Linked DNA regions of Sus scrofa: region 2 is linked to region 1. Evidence: chromatin contacts called from public HiChIP or PLAC-seq data. All regions are on one chromosome and are shown on one strand. The core of a region is the stretch at or near the end of the contact, and the rest is flanking DNA. Distances in the headings are between cores, read along the strand shown. Region 1 has its middle 130 kb from the start of SDC2. Region 2 has its middle 55 kb from the start of SDC2.

Region 1 (3,821 bases), core at 564-3,063:
ATTAGGACCTGGTTAATAAAATTGAATTTAGGTTGGATAAGGGTGCAGAAATTGCCCCCCAATAGCATTAGTTGATAGTTTCAGATCAAATGTTTCGTGAGGTGGTATTTTGGTAATGCATTTTTTTTTTTTACAAGTTAGACAACATGCACTTGCTTATTGAAGATGTAGTCTATTTGCATAGGGTCCTAGGAGACTAAGCTAAGTAAGTAGAACATTATTTACTCTGGTTGCCCGAGGAACCAAAATGTCCTGCAAAGGGTGCTAGTTCCTAAAAGAACAGACACGGTAAGAACTTCATAGTTGTTAGGAATTTATTTCTCTCACATTCCAGACATTTTGAAAACTCAAGAAAAAAATGTTGAGCAGTGAAAATATAAAACCTAAAAATATTGCAGGGTTAATTTTATCATTGGGGTCTTCTTTACAGCTCTGTTATTGTTAAACAATGGGATGGTAGAAAAATCTGTCTTAAAATATTTTTGGTTTAAAAAGGCAATGACTTGAAGCAACACCATCTCTTGAGTTTTTAAAGTTCTAAGCCTGTGGCAGACAATGAGACCCTAAGAGGTTTCTAATTAAAATTAATCAAGCTAGCTGATAAATGGAGTTGTCTGAATTGAGTAATCACTAAGGTTTTTTTCAGTGCTAATTTTTTTTTTTTTTTGTCTTTTTGCCATTTTCTTGGGCTGCTCCCGCAGCATTTGGAGGTTCCCAGGCTAGGGGTCGAATCGGAGCTGGAGCCACCAACCTACACCACAGCTCACAGCAACGCCAGATCCTTAACCCACTGAGCAAGGCCAGGGATCGAACCCGCAACCTCTTGGTTCCTAGTCAGATTCATTAACCACTGAGTCACGACGGGAACTCCTCAGTGCTAATATTTTATGGTCATAGTGAAAATGGAGATTTGGCCATTTCTGGGGAATTGGATTTGCCTGGCATAGAAAACTAAAAAAGAACAATTATCTGCCATTTAGAATTGATAAATGGTATCAAAATGAATTTTGTTCCACTCTACCTCCTGACTCTGGGAGACATTACATGGTTATAAGATTTTATTCCTTTTTGTTGATCTAGGACATGTGGTCTTTAGCCGGAATTGGGGGGGGGGAGGCAGTTAGGGGGTAGGAGGGTGTTCTGACCAAGGAATGGGGGTAGCTTGGGGAAACTCAATTTCCTGTGAATTAGTTGGAAGAGTGTAACCCAAGCAACAGTCCTAACCCATAAATAGCAGAGCTAGGCTAGGCTAGCTCTAGGCTTTGATGCTTCAAATGTGCTGAGTGCAAGACTCATTCATTCTAGTTGCCTTGGCAGAAGAGCACAGAAGCAGCAAATGCTTCTATGTGCAAGGCATTGAATGTTTCATCCACAGATACTAGCTACTGACTTGTACTGGGCTCTCTTCTGAAAGCTGGGGTATAGTGGTGAACTGGGTAAACAGAGAACCTGCTTTCATGGGCTTTGGAGAGGACTGTGTAGGGGAATGAAAATTAATGGATAAAACCAACAAGTAGACATGATAAGTTGGTGGTATTTCCATGATGGACTTGATGCAGGCTGACATAAGGGACTGAGGGGCAGTCTCAGCCCAGACCGCTCAGAGCCTCAGTAACCTAAAACAAGAAAGATGAGTGTCTTGCTCACGCCCTGAGTCTGTGGGTTGCCAGAGAGTTCTGATCTGAACAACTATCACCCTCCGTCCAGGACTCAGGCCAGTGGGGGAGCTATTCTGGAACAGTGCTAGTCACTGTGGCCAAAGAAAAATCGTGGTGAGGCACCCAGTGGCTCTTAAGGCTTCCACCCAGTGGTGATGGATGTCCCTTCCACCCACGTTTCATTGGCTGAAGCAAGTCACGTGGCTACAACATACTGCCCAGTGGAGAGAAGTGTAGTTCTACTTTGTGCCCCTAAGGAGAGAAACAGGGTGTTTCTATAACAGCTATAAACACTATAAAGTCTCTGCCAGGGTAGGGCCTAAATGATGTGGAGCCAGTTGTGCAAACATCAGGGCAAGCGTTCCACGCTGTGGGATGCCTTAAAGAGGGAAGGGGGTTGGCATGTTGGGGGCACAGGGAGAAGACCAGTGGCTCCTGAGCAAGTGGGTGGCAATAGAAGAGGTGGAATAAGAGGGTGGAGAAGTGTAATTGCCTCCTAGCTGGTCTTCTTTCTTCCACTTTTGTTCCCTTATATGTTATTCCCCACGAAGAAGCAAGGCTGATCTCTTTATGATAGAGATTATTTATGCCACGTCCTTTAGTGGCTCCAATAGTACTTAGAATAAAGTCCTGACTCCTTACCCTTGCCCTCCAGATCTTGCCCTGGACGATGCATTGTAAGGAGACACGGGGGTGTGGGGTGGCTACCATAGCCTATTAGATGGTCATTGTTACCTAGGGGAGAATTGATGGTGGCTTAGCCTAAGGTGGTAACAGTCAAGATGCAGGAAACAGGAGAGAGATGGTTGGGGCGGCTGAATCGACAGGTCTTGCTAAAAGATTGGAAAGAATAGGGAGCAAGGAAAGACAGGACGCAAAGATCAGCTGTATTTTTGGCTGAGCTGGGTGATTTACGTTCTGACGAGAATATCGGGAGGTGACTGGTACATCTAGTTCCTTTTTGACCATGTTTAGTTAGAACTATTGGACACCCAAGTGTCAGGGGAACAACTGAGTGTAAGAATCTGGAGCTCAGAGACGAGGTCTGAGCTGGAGATGTTAGTTGAGGAGGCGTGTCCATCGCTTACCTGTTGGCACGCTGACTCACTTCCTTCTCTGCCCTACTCTACCGGGTGGAAGTGGGGGTGGAGGTGGGGGGTGACCCATGCCAACTGCATTTCCCAAGCTTCCCCACCAATTGGACACTGGAAGATCCTGGCAGACTAAAGATCAAGGGAAAAGAATGGTCAGGAGGAAGGGGAAAGCCAGAGATCTTTCTCCTCTGGCTGCTTTGGCAGCATCTCTATTAATGCATCTCCTCTGTGCTTTGAGTTCCCACTGGGCCGACTCTTCTCCAAGTTCCCTGCCCCCACTGTTCCTAAACTCTCGTAACCAGCCCTCTCTTTACCCCCTTGGTCTCTGCAGCCTTGGGGAGGGTAGCAGTTTCCTGCTGTTGCCCTTCTCTGGGTTATCTCATCCTTCCGGTTTGCCCATACAGCTTTTCCAGCATCCTTGCGAGGAATTCCCTGGATTGAATTCCTTCCATTGTGTTACCTGGCATGGGTTCTATTGTCCTTCCTGGATCCCTGGATCTCGACTGATGACACGGGAATGAACAGCAGGTAGATGGCATTAAAAGCCATGGGACTAGATGAGATCGTCTGGAGAGGTACATGGAGAAGGATGATGGCCTGGGCTCGCCCCCCCCCCCCAGCACAGTCTTTCTCTTTAGATGAACCACTGCTAGATTCACTCTAGCACCAGTCCCAGGGCTGCATTTTCATTTTGGCAGATGCTTAGCAGGGAACACAATTTTTAACTGCAAGAGGGAAAAAACCCCATATTGCTCATTTTTGACCACATTAGTAAGCATGTTAAAGTACCTGATTCTACCAGGTCATGAATAACATACACCACGACCTGTTTTTAACATTGAAAAAAGTAGTTGGGAGGAAGAGGAAGACCTATTTGAATATTCCAGAAATATCTCTATCATCTGTGTTTACAACAGGAAAATACGAGCAAACACGACAGTAATTCTCCGACTTGTAGCCTTGTCCTGGAATCACTGAAAGCAGGATTTTGCCTCCTTAATTACATTCTGCTTAGGTAAATACCAGAGTAAGCTGGCATTACTGCCTCTGTCCAGACAATTGTAAGGAG
Region 2 (3,821 bases), core at 977-3,476, 190 kb before region 1:
GTAAGTTAATTAATATTAATATTAATACTTTAACAGTTTGATAATATTAATATTAACTACTTTAACAGTTTAATAATATTAATATTAATTCTTATTAATTAATAAGAATATCTTTCCATTTATTATGTGTCTTCTTCAATTACTTTCATCAATGTTTTTAAACCTGTATTTTTTAAATTTTTAAATTTTCCATTATGATTTATCATAGTTGTCTGTGCTATACAGTAGGATATTGCTGTTTATCCCCTGATGTGTAATAGCTTACATCTGCTAACTTCAACCTCCCACTCCATCCCTCCCCCAACTCCCTCCCTCTTGGCAACCACAAGTCTGTTCCCTAAGTCTGTGAGTCTGTTTCTGTTTTGTAGATAGGTTCATTTGTGCCATATTTTAGATTCCACATATAAGTGATATCATATGCAAACCTACATTTTAGAAGTTTATTCTTTTTTTTTTTTTTTTTTTTTTTTTTTTTAATGGCCACAGCCATGGCATATGGGAGTTCCTGGACCAGGCATTGAATCTGAGCCACAGCTGAAACCACCCCTCTGCTGAGGCAACACCAAATTCTTTAACCCATGGCATCCAGGCCAGGGCTGGAACCTGCGCCTCCACAATGACCTGAGCCACTACTGGTCGGATTCTTAACCCACTGCGTCACAGCCAGAACCCCTAGTTTATCCTTGAATGAGGATGAATAAAAGGAGGGAAAGAGCAGAGGAAGAGACATGAGTCAGAACACAGGAGCAGCAGGGCTGCTATTGCCCCTTTTGAACAAATTAGAAAGAAGCAATTTTTCATAAGCAGCCCAGACAGGCTTGGTGAGCAGAGTGCAGGCTAGATTCAAGCCTTGCTTCAGCCCAGGCGCCCTTGTCCAATGAACCCAGTGCATGATCATATGTGGATGCGTGGTGGCAGTTGTCCAGATGAATGATGAGGAGAGCCGAGCTACACAGCTTGAGGATATTGATCAATCGCAACAAGCACCATTATATGGGGTGTTGCTTTGTAGCATGCCATGTGCATTTTATATACACAAAGCAAGGGCAGTGGCAGTCGGAGAGAGAACAGAACTGTACTGCAAGGAGCAGGAAGGACGGTTGGCCTCTTCACATCATGTGTTAATGGGCAGCCCTGCCCCATAGAGTCCCTGTTTCATTTCACATCAGGAAAGTGATTAAACTAATTGCCTTACACCAGTGCTGTATTTCATGTGTATAATACCCATAATTTGGGGTTTGAACACAATTGCAGTAAATTATACTAATCACAGGAAAACTTCATTAAACTAATATAGGTTTATTCAAAAGAGTGTCGTTTTAAGCAATCAGTATTCCCAAGTGGAAATGTGCCTCCTTGTTTTATAATAAAAGATATTGTATACTTCAAAACTCTGTTAATTGGAAGTCCATTTTTTCTAAAAGAATGGGAGTTTTTAGAAAATGTTAACCCATTTGGAGAATGGTCAGCTTTTAAATCATGGGACATAATGCTAAAAATTTTTTTTTTTAAATTAGAAGCAAACCTTAAGTGGAAAGAGTCTTTAAAACTCAATTCTCTCTGTTCTGAGTTCTTCTGGATTACTCAGACAAGGCAAAGTTTAATTTATGCATGTCCAATGGCTTTGGATAACATGAGTTGGAGCAGAGAAAATGTCTATCATTTGCAATACAGTTTTTTACACACACACACACACACACACACACACACAAATATGCACACACATCCCATATTGGTCAGGGTTCCCGCAGGCATCCAATCGGCATACCCAGCCAGGGTAATTGAGGATCGTTTATTTATTTATTTATTTTTTTTGCTTTCTAGGGCTGCACCTGCGGCATATGGAAGTTCCCAGAGTAGGCGTCAAATGGAGCTACAGCTGCTGGCCTACCCCACAGCCACAGCAACCTGGGATCCAAGCTGCATCTGTGACCTACATCACAGTTCACGGCAACACAGGATCCTTAACCCACTGAGCGAGGCCAGGGCTCCAAACCGCATCCTCATGGATTCTCGTTGGATTTGTTAATTGCTGAACCACAAAGGGAACTCCCAGGATTGTTTAATAAAAAAGTTCATTCACAGCCATGTAGGTAGGGCTGAAAGGAATCAACAAGGACTAGAGCAAGCACTCTGGGTCTAGCAGCAGTTGGGACCTCTTCCTACCATAGGCCAGAAGGGGAAATGGGAGAGGGTAGTTTCTGAAACTCTGCAAGGGAAGGCTGACCACAAGGAGCCCTGGTGTTTGGTGGAGGGATGACACCAACTTGTAAAAGCTGGCAGAAGGGAGTTGAGGGAATAAATGTGCCAGCTTCACATTCCTCCTCATTCCCTTCTCCTGGCACCTCCCACTGGTCAAACCTAATAGGAAGCCATAAGGTAAGGGGGTCTAATGCAGTAGTCCCTGTGGACAGCCCCCCAAACCACAAAGCGAGGGGGAGTAGGCTGAAGAGTGAAGGGAAAATACCCAGCCCTCACTCCACAAACAGACACAGTTAAACATATATCCTACAATTTCATAACAGCTTACAGTTAGCAAGTACTTTCAAAAATGTTTCAGGAATTCCCATCGTGGCTCAGCAGAAATGAATCTGACTAGCATCCACAAGGAGGCAGGTTCGATCCCTGGCCTTGCTCGGTGGGTTAAGGATCCGGCATTGCTGTGAGCTGTGGTGTAGGTCACAGACACGGCTCGGATCCCGTGTTGCCGTGGTGTAGGCCAGCAGCTGCAGCTCCAATTGGACCCTTAGCCTGGGAACCTTCCTATGCCACAGATGAGGCCCTAAAATGACAAAAAAAATATGTTTCACATATGCACCTGATTCCTAGGAGGTACTCGAAAAATAGTTATTGAATAAATCGATGAAATATAACATTTTCAACTGATCTAATTTTTTCTTATTCCCAATAATTAGGTTTCTTTATATATGTATATATATTTATATGTTTTACATATATAAACATACATATAATATTCATTATTATATGTTTGTATAGATATTTATGTTTTTTATATATTTATATATTTGTATATATTTGTTTTTTTATTATGGAAAATATACATAATTTACCATTTTAGCCACTTTAAAGTAGCATGAAATACATTCATGATGTTGCACAACCATCATGATTATCCAGTTCCAGAACTTTTTCACTATCCCAAATGGAAACCCCTTACTACCAATTTATTTTTAAAATGACAGACTTGTTTTGCATGCCAAGATTTTTGAAAGATAATTGGTATATAAGATCTATTAAATGGTGTGACAATATTCCTATTAGAAAAGTATAAAGGATAGTTCATGTTGTGGTGCAACGGAAACAAATCCCACTAGGAACCATGAGGTTGTGGGTTCAATCTCTGGCCTCGCTCAGTGGGCTAAGAATCCGGCATTGCCGTGAGCTGTGGTGTAGGTCACAGATGAGCTCGGATCCCATGTTGCTGTGGCTGTGGTGTAGGCCGGCAGCTACAGCTCCGATTCGACCCCTAGCCTGGGAACCTCCATATGCCATGGGTATGGCCCTAAAAAGCAAAAAAAAAAAAAAAAAAAGTAAAGGATAAAAAAAACCTTCAGTATGAGTCTGTCTAGAGGAAACAGTGAAATACACAAAGTTACGTAGAATTCACATAAAGTGTAGTGGACATTTAAGGAAATAACTTCCTTGATGAGCAAATCGGCCAGGAAGTTGATCAATTCTTCACTTCAGCTTGACTCTATAGAGACTAGTTGCCCAGAAAGCACATCCTTCTTCCTCCTCCAATGAGGAAATAGCCAGTTTTGATTCCCGAACTTTGCCAATGAAGCCCGAATAAATTCTTG

Evidence for each region. HiChIP or PLAC-seq counts read pairs in DNA pulled down with a chosen protein or histone mark.
Region 2: an H3K27ac HiChIP or PLAC-seq map of alveolar macrophages shows a contact between it and region 1. The contact joins two enhancer-like sites. A contact is called at or near these places in 1 of 47 Hi-C or Micro-C datasets (embryonic fibroblasts) and 1 of 2 datasets of contacts at active chromatin or transcription factors (alveolar macrophages).

The regions. Positions count from the first base shown.
Region 1 is chr4:39,997,418-40,001,238 of Sscrofa11.1, reverse strand. No RefSeq gene overlaps it. Among named protein-coding and RNA genes, the nearest start is that of SDC2, 130 kb to the left of the region's middle. Within about 2 kb of position 1,813, at least 2 of the 83 cell types and tissues checked have an H3K27ac peak or open chromatin away from gene starts, as enhancers often do. A contact at or near this core is called in alveolar macrophages, where this site is marked.
Region 2 is chr4:40,182,981-40,186,801 of Sscrofa11.1, reverse strand. No RefSeq gene overlaps it. Among named protein-coding and RNA genes, the nearest start is that of SDC2, 55 kb to the right of the region's middle. Within about 2 kb of position 2,226, at least 1 of the 83 cell types and tissues checked has an H3K27ac peak or open chromatin away from gene starts, as enhancers often do. A contact at or near this core is called in alveolar macrophages, where this site is marked.